4 separate regions of the Mus musculus genome follow, and regions 2, 3 and 4 are each linked to region 1. Evidence: chromatin contacts called from public HiChIP or PLAC-seq data. All regions are on one chromosome and are shown on one strand. The core of a region is the stretch at or near the end of the contact, and the rest is flanking DNA. Distances in the headings are between cores, read along the strand shown. Region 1 overlaps Maml3 (mastermind like transcriptional coactivator 3). Region 2 overlaps Maml3 (mastermind like transcriptional coactivator 3). Region 3 has its middle 35 kb from the start of Maml3. Region 4 overlaps Maml3 (mastermind like transcriptional coactivator 3).

Evidence for each region. HiChIP or PLAC-seq counts read pairs in DNA pulled down with a chosen protein or histone mark.
Region 2: an HNF4G HiChIP or PLAC-seq map of pancreatic cancer cells shows a contact between it and region 1. The contact joins two enhancer-like sites. A contact is called at or near these places in 1 of 484 Hi-C or Micro-C datasets (bone marrow-derived DN2 thymocytes) and 6 of 115 datasets of contacts at active chromatin or transcription factors (bone marrow-derived macrophages, embryonic basal ganglia, embryonic hindbrain and 3 more).
Region 3: a contact with region 1 is called in a FOXA1 HiChIP or PLAC-seq map of pancreatic cancer cells. The contact joins two enhancer-like sites. A contact is called at or near these places in 1 of 484 Hi-C or Micro-C datasets (bone marrow-derived macrophages), 2 of 115 datasets of contacts at active chromatin or transcription factors (embryonic basal ganglia and pancreatic cancer cells) and 2 of 9 other capture datasets (embryonic stem cells and liver).
Region 4: a FOXA1 HiChIP or PLAC-seq map of pancreatic cancer cells shows a contact between it and region 1. The contact joins two enhancer-like sites. A contact is called at or near these places in 4 of 484 Hi-C or Micro-C datasets (bone marrow-derived DN2 thymocytes, cerebellum, nephron progenitors and 1 more), 3 of 115 datasets of contacts at active chromatin or transcription factors (embryonic basal ganglia, embryonic midbrain and pancreatic cancer cells) and 1 of 9 other capture datasets (embryonic stem cells).

The regions. Positions count from the first base shown.
Region 1 is chr3:51,887,691-51,890,456 of GRCm38.p6, forward strand. The region is part of intron 1 of Maml3 (mastermind like transcriptional coactivator 3); the gene reads right to left. Among named protein-coding and RNA genes, the nearest start is that of Gm46803, 180 kb to the left of the region's middle. Within about 2 kb of position 1,296, at least 120 of the 459 cell types and tissues checked have an H3K27ac peak or open chromatin away from gene starts, as enhancers often do. A contact at or near this core is called in cerebellum and pancreatic cancer cells, where this site is marked.
Region 2 is chr3:52,068,628-52,071,597 of GRCm38.p6, forward strand. The region is part of intron 1 of Maml3 (mastermind like transcriptional coactivator 3); the gene reads right to left. Among named protein-coding and RNA genes, the nearest start is that of Maml3, 35 kb to the right of the region's middle. Within about 2 kb of position 1,389, at least 340 of the 459 cell types and tissues checked have an H3K27ac peak or open chromatin away from gene starts, as enhancers often do. A contact at or near this core is called in pancreatic cancer cells, where this site is marked.
Region 3 is chr3:52,138,934-52,141,847 of GRCm38.p6, forward strand. No RefSeq gene overlaps it. Among named protein-coding and RNA genes, the nearest start is that of Maml3, 35 kb to the left of the region's middle. Within about 2 kb of position 1,423, at least 64 of the 459 cell types and tissues checked have an H3K27ac peak or open chromatin away from gene starts, as enhancers often do. A contact at or near this core is called in pancreatic cancer cells, where this site is marked.
Region 4 is chr3:52,087,232-52,089,931 of GRCm38.p6, forward strand. All of the region lies in intron 1 of Maml3 (mastermind like transcriptional coactivator 3), which reads right to left. Among named protein-coding and RNA genes, the nearest start is that of Maml3, 16 kb to the right of the region's middle. Within about 2 kb of position 1,295, at least 349 of the 459 cell types and tissues checked have an H3K27ac peak or open chromatin away from gene starts, as enhancers often do. A contact at or near this core is called in cerebellum and pancreatic cancer cells, where this site is marked.

The sequences.
Region 1 (2,766 bases), core at 46-2,545:
AAAAGAAAGAAAAAAATAAAAGAAAGGAAATACTCTCAAAAACAAAAAGCAGAAATGAATAGTCTGAAAGAATATTAATAAAATGACTTTAAGGTGTTTCCCTACAATAATCTACAGGCCAATTGTTACACTTTGGCACACCTTGTTACAGAATTGCCTCTTGTTGAGGGAGGGAGGGTACAGATGCATCCAAGAAGACAGAAACAGCTGACCCTTTAACAGCAAAATTAAAGGTCTGCAGGGACCTTGCTGTCTGAGGTGCATGGCTCCAACTTCCCATCTCTAAGGCTCCAACCCCAGAGCTGGCATCCTGGAGTATACCGATGAACGATAAATGCTGTGCAGGAATTAAGCTTGGGCTAGGGCATGGCCACAGAGCTACCATGAGGGTGGAGTACTTAACCCTCATCGAGACTGGGCTGATTTGGGCTCAGTTAGGCTGCAGTTGGAAACAGGCAAGGCAGACCGTCTGTCTGCTCTAGAATCTTCTCTGTGCTCTACTTACTCAACTGAGGCACCTGAGAACACAGTTCCCCAACTTTCTCTGGCTGGACCCTGCTGCCCTCTCTTCTCCTTTTGATCCAGTTTACCCCTCATTTTCTTCCCGACCCTTAGAAGTTCAGAGCCCTTTCCCCATTTCTCACACTGCTCCCCTCAAGTCCTAACCCCTCCCCCACCTCCAGGCTTCAGGATGGCCCCGGTGGATGCTGCAATGCCGGGTTTCCCAGCCTCTGGCTTGCTCGGATCCCCTCCCCCTTCTGGCTGGCACACAGAAGCTGGCCACTTTGTGTATTTACAAACCACAGTTTTCTGTCTGCCTCCCTCCCTCAAGCAGCTTGCTATTGCTCCTGTGCGGTTTTCCTCACAGCCTTCCCTCACAAATTCAACACCACCACTCCCTTGGTGCAAAACAAGCGGGGGGGGGGGGGGGGGCTTGCTGGGGCTTGCAAAAAGGAGGGGGGGGCGCGCTTTCCTCCAGTCCGTTCTTTGCCACTGCCGGTGTTCAAGCCAATCTGTGGGGAGTTGGCAATTCTAACATAATGAGATATTAATGAGTTTTGCACGTGTCCCTAGCCACAACACTTCTAGTCCCCTCCCCTTTCACCTTCCTCTTCTAGAAACCTGGGGCGAATGGGCTCCATCTCTAACACTGGGAATCCTGCGTTTCCCCTTGGAGCCCATCCTGTCAGGCTCCAAAGTGGGGCGTAGCTGCCCGGCTCACAGCTCACCTCAAGCCACCAGTATTACAGAGCACCAAATGGTCTGGCATCGCCTTGTTTCCTGGCCTAATGGATGCTTGTTTAAACACCGGAGCTGTTTGCATTGCTGCGGCTCACTGCCTGTTAAACACAGTCCTCTGAAACCCTATGCCAATCCAATAAAGGTATCAGCAGTTCGGTGTGGGGAGGCAATTACTATATAGTCCCAAGTGTGCCTTTCTAAGCTCGAGGAAGGAAAATGTGATCGAACAACTAAAAGGAAAATCTGATTCGGCTCAGCATCACGTGGAGGACACAAGGCTTAACTGCAGCCAGGTCTGTGGAGGGCAGAGGGAAATCAATGCGCGAGCAAGCGCACATCAGCAGCAGAGCACTAAGCCAGCCAGTTAGTAACACTGTCCCCCATGCTCACCAGAGGCACCCGCCTGTCCTACCCTGTAGCTCCCTTTGGCCTGCTAGCTTGCTTTGTCATCACAGGGGCTACACTAACTTAGATTTTAATGACGATCTGTCATTTTTCTGAACACCCTGCCTCTTCTCTCTCACCTTTAATTCCTTAAGCACTCACATAAAAATGGCTTTTCTTGTGCAAGATCATTACCATATCAAAGGAGTCAGAGAGGGAGTAAAAATGATAGAGGGGTAATATGCAGGCAGGCAGGAGAAGGCGAGCCTGCTCCAGAGAGGCCTGCGGGTCCCTAACCTCGAATTAATGATACCAGTCAATAAGGCAATGGATCTGTTTTCTACCTACGCTAAGTCTGAAAAATCAGGGGAATTAGGCCCCAGATTTACCTTACTTCTCACCCAAGAAGAAGTTTTAGGAAGGTGAATTCTTCCCTGTGTTATGAAGTTCTGAGCATGCCGGGAATTGGATTGCTTTCCCCTCTATTCCATTTAAAACCCTGCTCCAAAATGGCCCTCCTTTCTCTAGGAGGAGCGAGAAACAGCAGTGCCTTGTGTCTGGCAACACTGGGGAACGCTATCCACAATGCTCACTGGGGCGCCATCCATTTCCTAGGAATCTTGCCAAATCCCTGTCTGTTCCCCAAGGTTCCTGGCACAGGGGACAGAGCCAGGATGGAGCTGAAGTGCTGTCGTCAGCATTTGCCAAGCAGCTCCTGCATATGGGTACAGGAGGAAGCTGTGCTAGTGAGGGGTTCAGGAACAGGGAGCAGGGGTGGGACTCTGGTCATCCCTGCTGCCTTGCTGCCCATGACAGCATCCAGCATCTGCAGATTGCTCAGCTGCACTCAGAATATAGCATTCAATCCTGAGGCCTACCTAGGGCACTGGAGTAGCACAGAGTTCCAGGAGTAGCATAGGACTCCCTCAGACCTGCACTAGCTGTCTGTTACTTCTGACCTGGCCTTGGACAAAACTGCAGACCGTTCACCCAGAAGGGTGCTGGTCACCAGGCAGCCTGGCTCCACCAGGCAGACAGCATGGCTTTCCTGCCACCATGGGAGAGGCTTCACACCCTGTCACTTCCCTTTGTCACTCAAGGCTATGATGTATGGTCGTGGTCGATGCCTGTGACTGTTGA
Region 2 (2,970 bases), core at 139-2,638, 180 kb after region 1:
AAATATATATGTATATATATATGTGTGTGTGTGACAATTCATTATTAGATGGATAGTAAAATAACTATTTTGCAAAATTAAAATTCACATATATGTATGTGCCTTTAAAGGCACATATGTGTGTGTGTGTGTGTGTGTGTGTGTGTGTATATATATATATATATATATATATATATATACACACATAAATATGCTTTTAAAAACGTGTGCATGAAATGGGGAGGGCTTGTGCACATGAGGACCCTCCAAAGCTGGAGAACAGCATCAGACGTTTGGTAACATCCACCTGTGTGCTGGGAAGCAGTTAGTGCTCCAACTGCAGAGCCATCCCTCCAGCCCCAAACTGATTTCTTAACAAAGCAAATATCATCCTTTTGAACTTTGCATTTGAACCTAACAAATTTTCCCGCAAAATATGCAAATGAGACACACATTCACGTGTCTATTTTAATCCAGAAAATGGGTACTGATTCACCTTACTTTGAAAGAAAAGTGATGGAGAAACATGTGCCAACTCTGAACTCTAACCATCCAACCTGCAACACTCTGGTTTGCTGACAGCATTTCTTGTTATTTTATTCTTTCCTTGAGATTCAGAAAAGCTGATTCCACAGAAACAAACAAGATGGGACTACAAAATGGCTAAGCAAGTAAAGGCGGTTGCCGCCAAGCGGGAGGAGCTGAGTTTGATTCCCAGGACAACCTACATGGTACAAGGATAAAACCAACTTGTCTTCTGACCTCTGTAGTGAGTGCCCCCTAAAATAAATAAGTGTAATTTAAAACCGAAAATAAAAACACCGTCCTGAAGAGGTTAAACACAAGACTGAAAATCTCTTTCTCTTTGCTGATACTTTCACACAATACAAAAGGCTGTATTCGGGCGGCTGGGCGTGGTGGCATTTGGGAGGCAGAAGCAAGTAGATCTCTGTGAGTTCAGGGACAGCTAGAAATACGCAGTAAGATCCTGTCTCAGGGACCAGGGACGAAAAAAAGAAAGAGAGAGAGAGAGAGAGAGAGAGAGAGAGAGAGAGAGAGAGAGAGAGAGAGAGAGAGAGAAAGCAAGCTAGAGCTGTACTACAATGGCTACATATTCTGAACAACCAGCCAAATTAATCAAGCTATGCTGCATAAACGAGATCTGAAGTGTCGCTCGGGCGCTCTCCTGGGAAAGACACCCACACAGAGAACATTTCTCTTGCTTGTTCTCTTGCGCTCCTGACGGACAGGAGAAATCAAGAGGACGTATGTTCTACAAAACCAAATGATCAACCTGAATCGACTGCCTGGGTTCAATCCCTTCCCGATGCCGCGGGAAAGTGCCGCTCTAAGCCCAGGCGCTAGCCCCACTGCTTCCCTCCCGCCATCCTGGGCAGCTGTGGGCTCTTGCAGACAAAACCATTAGAGCTGGCTGACACCCCACGGGGCAGGAAATGAATCACCGCTTTACTCAACCGAAACTGCGGCAGGTTTTAAGGAAGCTAAGCACAGTTGGCCAAATTGAATCAGTAGCAGTTAGCTGGTAAAGAAGTGTCGAGGGACTGTGACCAATGACAAAGGATTAGCATTTTGGATCTGCTTTTCCACTCTCGGAGCAGATTTTTAGCAAGCACAGGTGCCTTTCGTGTAAGGTTCCCTGTGGCTGCACAGACCACCAACAGGTCCCTGCGAGGACATGCTAGACACCCGAGGTAGGTGAGGCTCCTTGACACATCCAGAGGTCCAGGCTCTGGCTGCCTTTGGTTTTCACTGGAATATGTCTTTTTAAAAAGGGTCAGTTTCTTCCTCAAATTTAGAAGTTCTACAGTTTGTTCTCAAAAATTGGGGCTCTGTCTCATGTGAACTGAGGTAGGTCTTAGATCTTAATACAAGAAAAATGGGAGTTAGGGGCAAAGCCATTATCTTCGATTTTCTTTACTACAACCTGAAAGCAAACATTTGTGAGGCTAATGACAATGATCCAAACACTGAATTTTCTTAAACCCAGGCTATTGTCTTCCTTCAGACGATGCTTCTCTGACTTGTCTGCTGACCACACAGAAACCTAATTTTTAAGCCGAAAGCTAGTTTCAAATGTAGCTTTATGTTTTATGCGCATTTTTAATACAGACCTTTAAAAGTCTAATTTGCAGAATATTTCCCTAAGAAAACAATCAGGTGTTTCCTAGGTAACAAAGCAAGGCATTCCCAATTAGAAAGAAGTCTTTTCCACAGTTCTGTTTAGAAATCAAAATACATCTAAGTTGACAGATGACAGAAATTGGTCAAATCAAATTTTTCCCCTCCAAGTCCCACAAAGGTACACGTTAAAAGTTTCTAAATTACAGCCAGATCTCCAAAGAGTTACAATCGTCTCAGGTTAGCACAGGAGTAGAACAGGTTTTGTAAGCACACCACACAACATCTGAGGTCATTAGTTCATATTTGAGAAGAAAGCTACTTGGCTCAGCTGGTAAAGGCACTTGCCACCAAGACTGACTGCTTTGAGTTTGATGCCCAGGAGCTGAACAGTAGAGGGAATTGACTCCTGAAGGCTGTCCTCTGCCTTCCAAATGCACACTGTGGGATACACACACACACACACACACACACACACACACACACACAAGCTAAATAAATGTTATTAAGAGAGAGAGAGAGAAGCAGAGAGAGAGAGAAAGATAGAATTTTTAGTCCACAAAACTGACATAGTGCATAGGTAATTCTTGGGAAACCTGTGTGTGACATTTCTAGGGTTTCTCACAGGCCACTGCACATAGTAATTTATGCAAATACCTCAGAGAAACAAACCTAAAGAAAGCCCACTGGCTCATACCTTCTAATGCCTGCAGTAAACAAGGAGATTCACAACTGCAGGCCTTTCTTCATCCCACAGCTAGACATCTGGCAGAACAGATGCCCCTTCATCAGCCACAACCTCCACATCTAAACATTTAAGAGTTTGGTTTTTTTTCTATTTTTCCTAATGTG
Region 3 (2,914 bases), core at 173-2,672, 250 kb after region 1:
AACTAAGCATGTTTTCCGGCTTTAATCAATAGCCAGGGACGAGTCCTCAGCATGCAGGACATCTCCTCACAGGAGGAGGAGGGGCTTGGGAGGGGTCAAAACTGTCTCTAAAAGCCAAGTACTTACTTTGTCATTTGCAGAAGATGTTTACTAAATTGTCACTGAGACAGTAACAGAGGTGACACGTTGTCCTGAGGACATGGGGTGCTGGCCTTGGCTTTCCCAATCAGGGTCTGATAAAAAACAAACCCACAGATAAGGGTTGGAGAGACGGTGTGAGGGGTGCTGAGGGGATCCAGACCCAAATGGGTGGGGAGGCATCACCATCCGTGCAGGGGAAGGGTCTGTGCCACTGAAGGATTGGGCTGCTATCCTCTGACCAGACCCTAAATAAGAACGTGTCACTGGCCTGGAGACAGTACAGTCACAGAGTGATCGCTTAGGCCCTGGGTTCTATTCCCAGTACTAGGGGGAAAAAAAAACAAAGAAGAAAAGCCTATTCTAGGTGTGCCGGATAGTGTCCGACCAACTCACCTCCCACCCCACAACCTGCCACCCAATGTTTGTAAAACCCAACTATAGCTTTCCCTTGAGATTAAAACAATCTAGGAGGGCAGCAGATCAGTGTAAAGTGCTTATTATGCAAGCATGCGGGCCTGCGTCCAGACGGCCAGCACCCACACAGAACCAGGCCACAGCAGCATGGGTCTGTAATCTCAGCCCTAGGGAGGCAGAGAGGAGATGATTCCTGGAGCTCACTGGCAGTGAGCTAGTTCAGTGAGAGATTCTGTCTCAAAAAAAAAAAAGATGAAGAAATGATTAAGGAAGACAGCCAACGTTGACGACTGGCCTCTACACATGCACACATTCATACCTACACAGAGGAACAGTCACACCTACACACATGAACACAAACACGTATGCATACCTATAGACACGAGCACACACACATTCGTACCTACACAAATGAACACACATGCATTCATACCTACACACATGAACACAGACACGCATGCATACGTATAGACACAAGCACACACACATTCGTACCTACACATATGAACACAGACATGCATGCATATGTATAGACACAAGCACACACACATTCGTACCTACACACATGAACACACATGCATTCGTACCTACACACATGAACACACATACATACACACAGCATGACAATGTTTGATTATTTGTTAAACTCAAGAAGAAATAGACCTCTCTGAGCCATCTTTCGCCATGGGGTCACTGTTATCTACACAATGACAGTGAAGTATTTTGGGGAGGGTAAAGGCAGGCACCCGCATGTGGACTCTGAGTTTGTCACCTCCGCAGGGCTGCCTCCTCCGGCTCTCTGTGCAGCAGATCACAGAGCTGCCGCCGTGCCTCCGACATGTGAAGTCCCACCGCGAAGCCTGCCTGGCAGGCTGTGAATGAGTCATGTGCACTCGCTCCTCAGTCTTGGCAGCATCTAGCTCTCTCTGAGCGAGACCCAGCAGAGGAGGAAAAGGTGTTTTGCAAACACTCGCTTATGTTGAAACACGGTTTATCCTTGCTGATCTATCTGCAGAACAATGAACAGGCCAGCGAGTCACGGAGGGTATCTGAGAGATAGCGACAGATTTATTCCACACACCCACTCTTGAGCAAAGCAAAAAGCCTAGTCTGGGCCACAATGGGAGGACAAAGCAGAGCAGCTATGAGGTTGAAAGACCGGGGCTGTGTACAGCACTCAGTTTACCTACTAAGCAGCCGTGAGACCGTGAGCAACACACACACTGTGTACAGTTCAGTACAAGAGCTTCCTACCCATCCTAACTGTGCTGAGTATTAAAGCTGGTGTCTATGAAGCTCCTAGCTCCATGCCAAACATCTCCATATGTAATTGCTACTTGCTGTCTCCCCAACCTCATTTTGGGTTTTGATCCTCGCAGACTTTAGAGACAATGTCAGAGGCTTAGAGACAGGGCAGAATGGTTGTGAGAGCTCCTGAGGGAAGTGGGCATCTAGACAGCAAAAAGAGGGAGGCCAGTGGGATGCACCCTAAGTTAGCGACCAGCATGGGCGATGGTGCTCACGCCTGAAGTGAAGGGAGGTGATGGAGAGCCGAAGGGTGGGTAGTCCCATCTAAGGGAGGTATGTGATTCCTGAGGATCATCAAAGGTCACCACAGGAGGAGATGAACTGCCAGGAACTTTAATCTGTAATGTGACTTTGCCTTCTACTGTTGTAGACTGGCAGATCTCTCAAATCTCCGTGCAGTCTGACATGTCCCCCAAACCCACGCAGGGTGATGGCAGGCACGCTGAAGAAAATGGAGATATTGGAACCTAGTGGTTTCCATGAAGGGACAGCCCTTCTGGAAGTATGATAAGACAGCAGGAAGTTCAAAGGCAAAAGTGGTGATGCCAAGATGTCTGCAGATTACAAGAGAAATCAGCACTTGGATCTCCTCGGGGTGGTGCTTGATGCGTGGGGCCTCTTCTGCCCAGTCCTGCATCTGTCCTGTGTGTACAGAGAGTGTCTGCAAAGGCCCTGTTAGACTCACGTTAAACCTGAAGAGTCTAAGCTCGACCCCAGTTTATGTGTGGAAATGCAAAACCTGTAGACTGCACTATATGAGGGGCCAGAGTACAATGTTGGTGTGGACCCAACATGGACGCTCCAGGAAGAAGGGCGGTATTCAGAACTACTTCTCCAGCCAGGCTGAGAGGTACAGACGTTTAACCTCAACACCCAAGAAGTGAAGGAGGAGGGTCACAAGTCAGAGGCCAGCCTGGGTTACATTCATTATGTGCCTCTGCTTTGAAAAGAAAATGGTTCCTCTCTTGAGATAGCTTCAGGGAATAACTCAATTGAAGGGATGGCCATCCAGGAGGTTTGGTTAGAGGAAAACACTGTCTCCAAGTTTCTG
Region 4 (2,700 bases), core at 45-2,544, 200 kb after region 1:
GGACATACATACATACATACATTCATACAAGAGACAGCAGCATTGGCCTTGAAATGACATTTCTTCATGAGGAAAAGAAATAGATTTATCCCAACATCATAACCAAATCAACCTTCATAGGTGTTCTACACCAAAAGGTTTCATAGGAGCTAGGAAATGGCTTAGGGGGTAAAGCCCTTGCCACAGAAGTATAAGGACCAGAGTTCAAATCCCCAGTGCCCATGTAAAGGCTCAGTGGATGTAACAGCCCACTTGTAGTCCCAGCACTCTGTGGAGGCAGGTGATTCCTGGAGCAGGCTGATTGGCTAGACAGTGGTAGCGACGTTCCTGCCTCAAGATGGAAGAAGAAAGCAATGGAGGGTGATACCGAACACCCACCTCTGGCCTCCACATGCACACACACAGACAAGCACAGATACATACATACATATGAGAGAAGGACGAAGACTTCCTAGAGACCAAGAACATGGAGCTTTTTGGTGTTCCTCAATCAAAGTGTGAGTGGTATCCATTTCCTCCATGCATGCAGTTCCTGGAATAAAAATATTCTCCCTCACGGGCACAATAGCCCAGGCTACAGCCTCCCCTCCTGGAGTGTGAGCCTCGCTGGGTCTCGCCTTCTGCTGTGTTTGAAAGAACCTTTCCCAGGGCCATGTGTTCTTTTGGGGATCATTTCCATATTTGGGGGAGCAAAGAAAAGGAGCCAGGGTGGGTGGCCCTAACCAACAGTGATCAGAGACATCCAGGACTCAGGGAGACGGAGAAACCCTGGTCTTGGGAAGAGTCAGCACAGTGGCAGAGGAGAGGCTTCAGAGGAAAGTGGAGTTAATCAGCCTTTTTATGCACACACACATGCTGGCTTCACACATTCAAAAAATAGACCCAGGCTAAGCATAGGGCCTGTTTTAGCCCTATGTAAAAACTGGATAGATGGCGACTCTCTCTTTTTTTGTAGCAGGAGCCCTGCCTCTAGCATCCGAGCCAGTCTTAGCTAGCTGAGCCTTAGGAGTAGGGAAGCAACTTGAAAAGGGCTCTGAAAAAATACAAACGACTCTCACTTTCACCAGGAATACTGAGTATCCAGGATTCTATACATTTATCAATTAATTAGGTTGTACGTAAAAAAAAAAAATGCTCTCTTTGTAATAGTTGCCACGGAGATATCGTGTAAAAAAAGGTCCTAGTGTGTATTTGTGGGACAAACGGTTTGCTGAGTGACCAAAGTCAGGAGCAATGACTGCTTACCAAATGCAAGCTGCTGGGCTTGGCCTGAGACTGCAATAGTACAGCAAGCCTGGCCCGGGGCCAAGAGCATGCCTGCCAGGGAGACAGGAAGTCACTGAGAGCTCCCACAGACCCATGGCTGAGAGAGTTCCCCAAACAAAAGGCAGCCACTGACTTCCACAACCGGCCTGCCATGAGACCATATGGTCAGCAGTATTGTCTCGCCACAACACAGAGGCCTGTCTTCAGGGGCCTGTGCCTGTAGCTGTCGACCCCGTATCTGTCTTAGGATTACTTCACTATTTTACGACTTTTCTGGGAATTCACTTCCGTGTAACCTAGCTTGGTACACGGCGAGAAAAATGGTATCCTCCCCACCCCCCCACCCCCCCATCTCCGATTTAGCCTGATGAGTCACCTTTGTCTTCACGGCAAAAGAGTAATGAACACCAAACCTACTTGCTATTTATTCACAGGGCACGGAGGAAGGGAGTGGAAGGGACCGTGTGGACAGAAGGGAAAACTGGACACTTAAAGTTTCTTGCTCTGATCCCTGTTGACGCTGGGTTTAATTTATAGGGAGACCCAAACCTTTTGGCTCATCCCTTTCTTCTCTGGGAGTACCCACTTCAAAGAATTCTCTAGTCACTGTGTGGAGACCCTGCTGCTGAGAGCCGCCAAAGGCGAAGACAGATTGGTTCGCCTATAAACACCTGACAGTCATTTTCTTCCTCAGCAGAACTCGTCAAAAAGCCCCTCCCAATAAGGCATGCTCTCCCAGAATATTCCAGCTAGATCCTCTCTGTCTCTTCCCCCAAGATCATGACGATCCCCACTGTGGATAAGGGCTTGATTTGGTTCACCAAGGAAAAAACCATAGAAAAACTAAAGACAGTGGAATGCCCAACCATCTAGTCTTTGCCTTTAGGAGTCTCGTGCTCTCTCCCTTCTCCCCTCCCTCCCTCTTTCTCTTCCTCCCTCTCTTATTTCTCACTCTGTCTGTCTCTGTCTCTTAGATTTTATTTTATGTGTGAGTGCCTTGCCTGAATGTATGTATATGCACTAAGTATATGCAGTGCCCGAGGCCGGAAGACAGCATCAGACTCCCTAAAACTGGAGTTACATACAGATTGTGAGCCATCATGTCAGTCCTGGGATTTAAACCAGGGTCCTCTGAAGAAACAGCTCTTAAGTTCTCAGCCTTCTCATGTGTTGTTTTGTCATATTTTCTTTTAGAAACAGGGTCTCATATATCCCAGGAGGGACAGGAACTCAACAGATAGCCAGTGATAATCCTGGTCTTCCGCCTGTACCTCCTAAGCGCCAACCAGAGATGTATGTCAATATGGCGGGTTTCATACAGTGCTCAGAACCGGACCAGCGCTTCCTGCATGCTAAGCAGGCGCTCTGCCACCTGAGCTATATTCCCAGCCCAATCTCTTACTTATTCCACACTTTCTTATTAGTCCAGAAAGT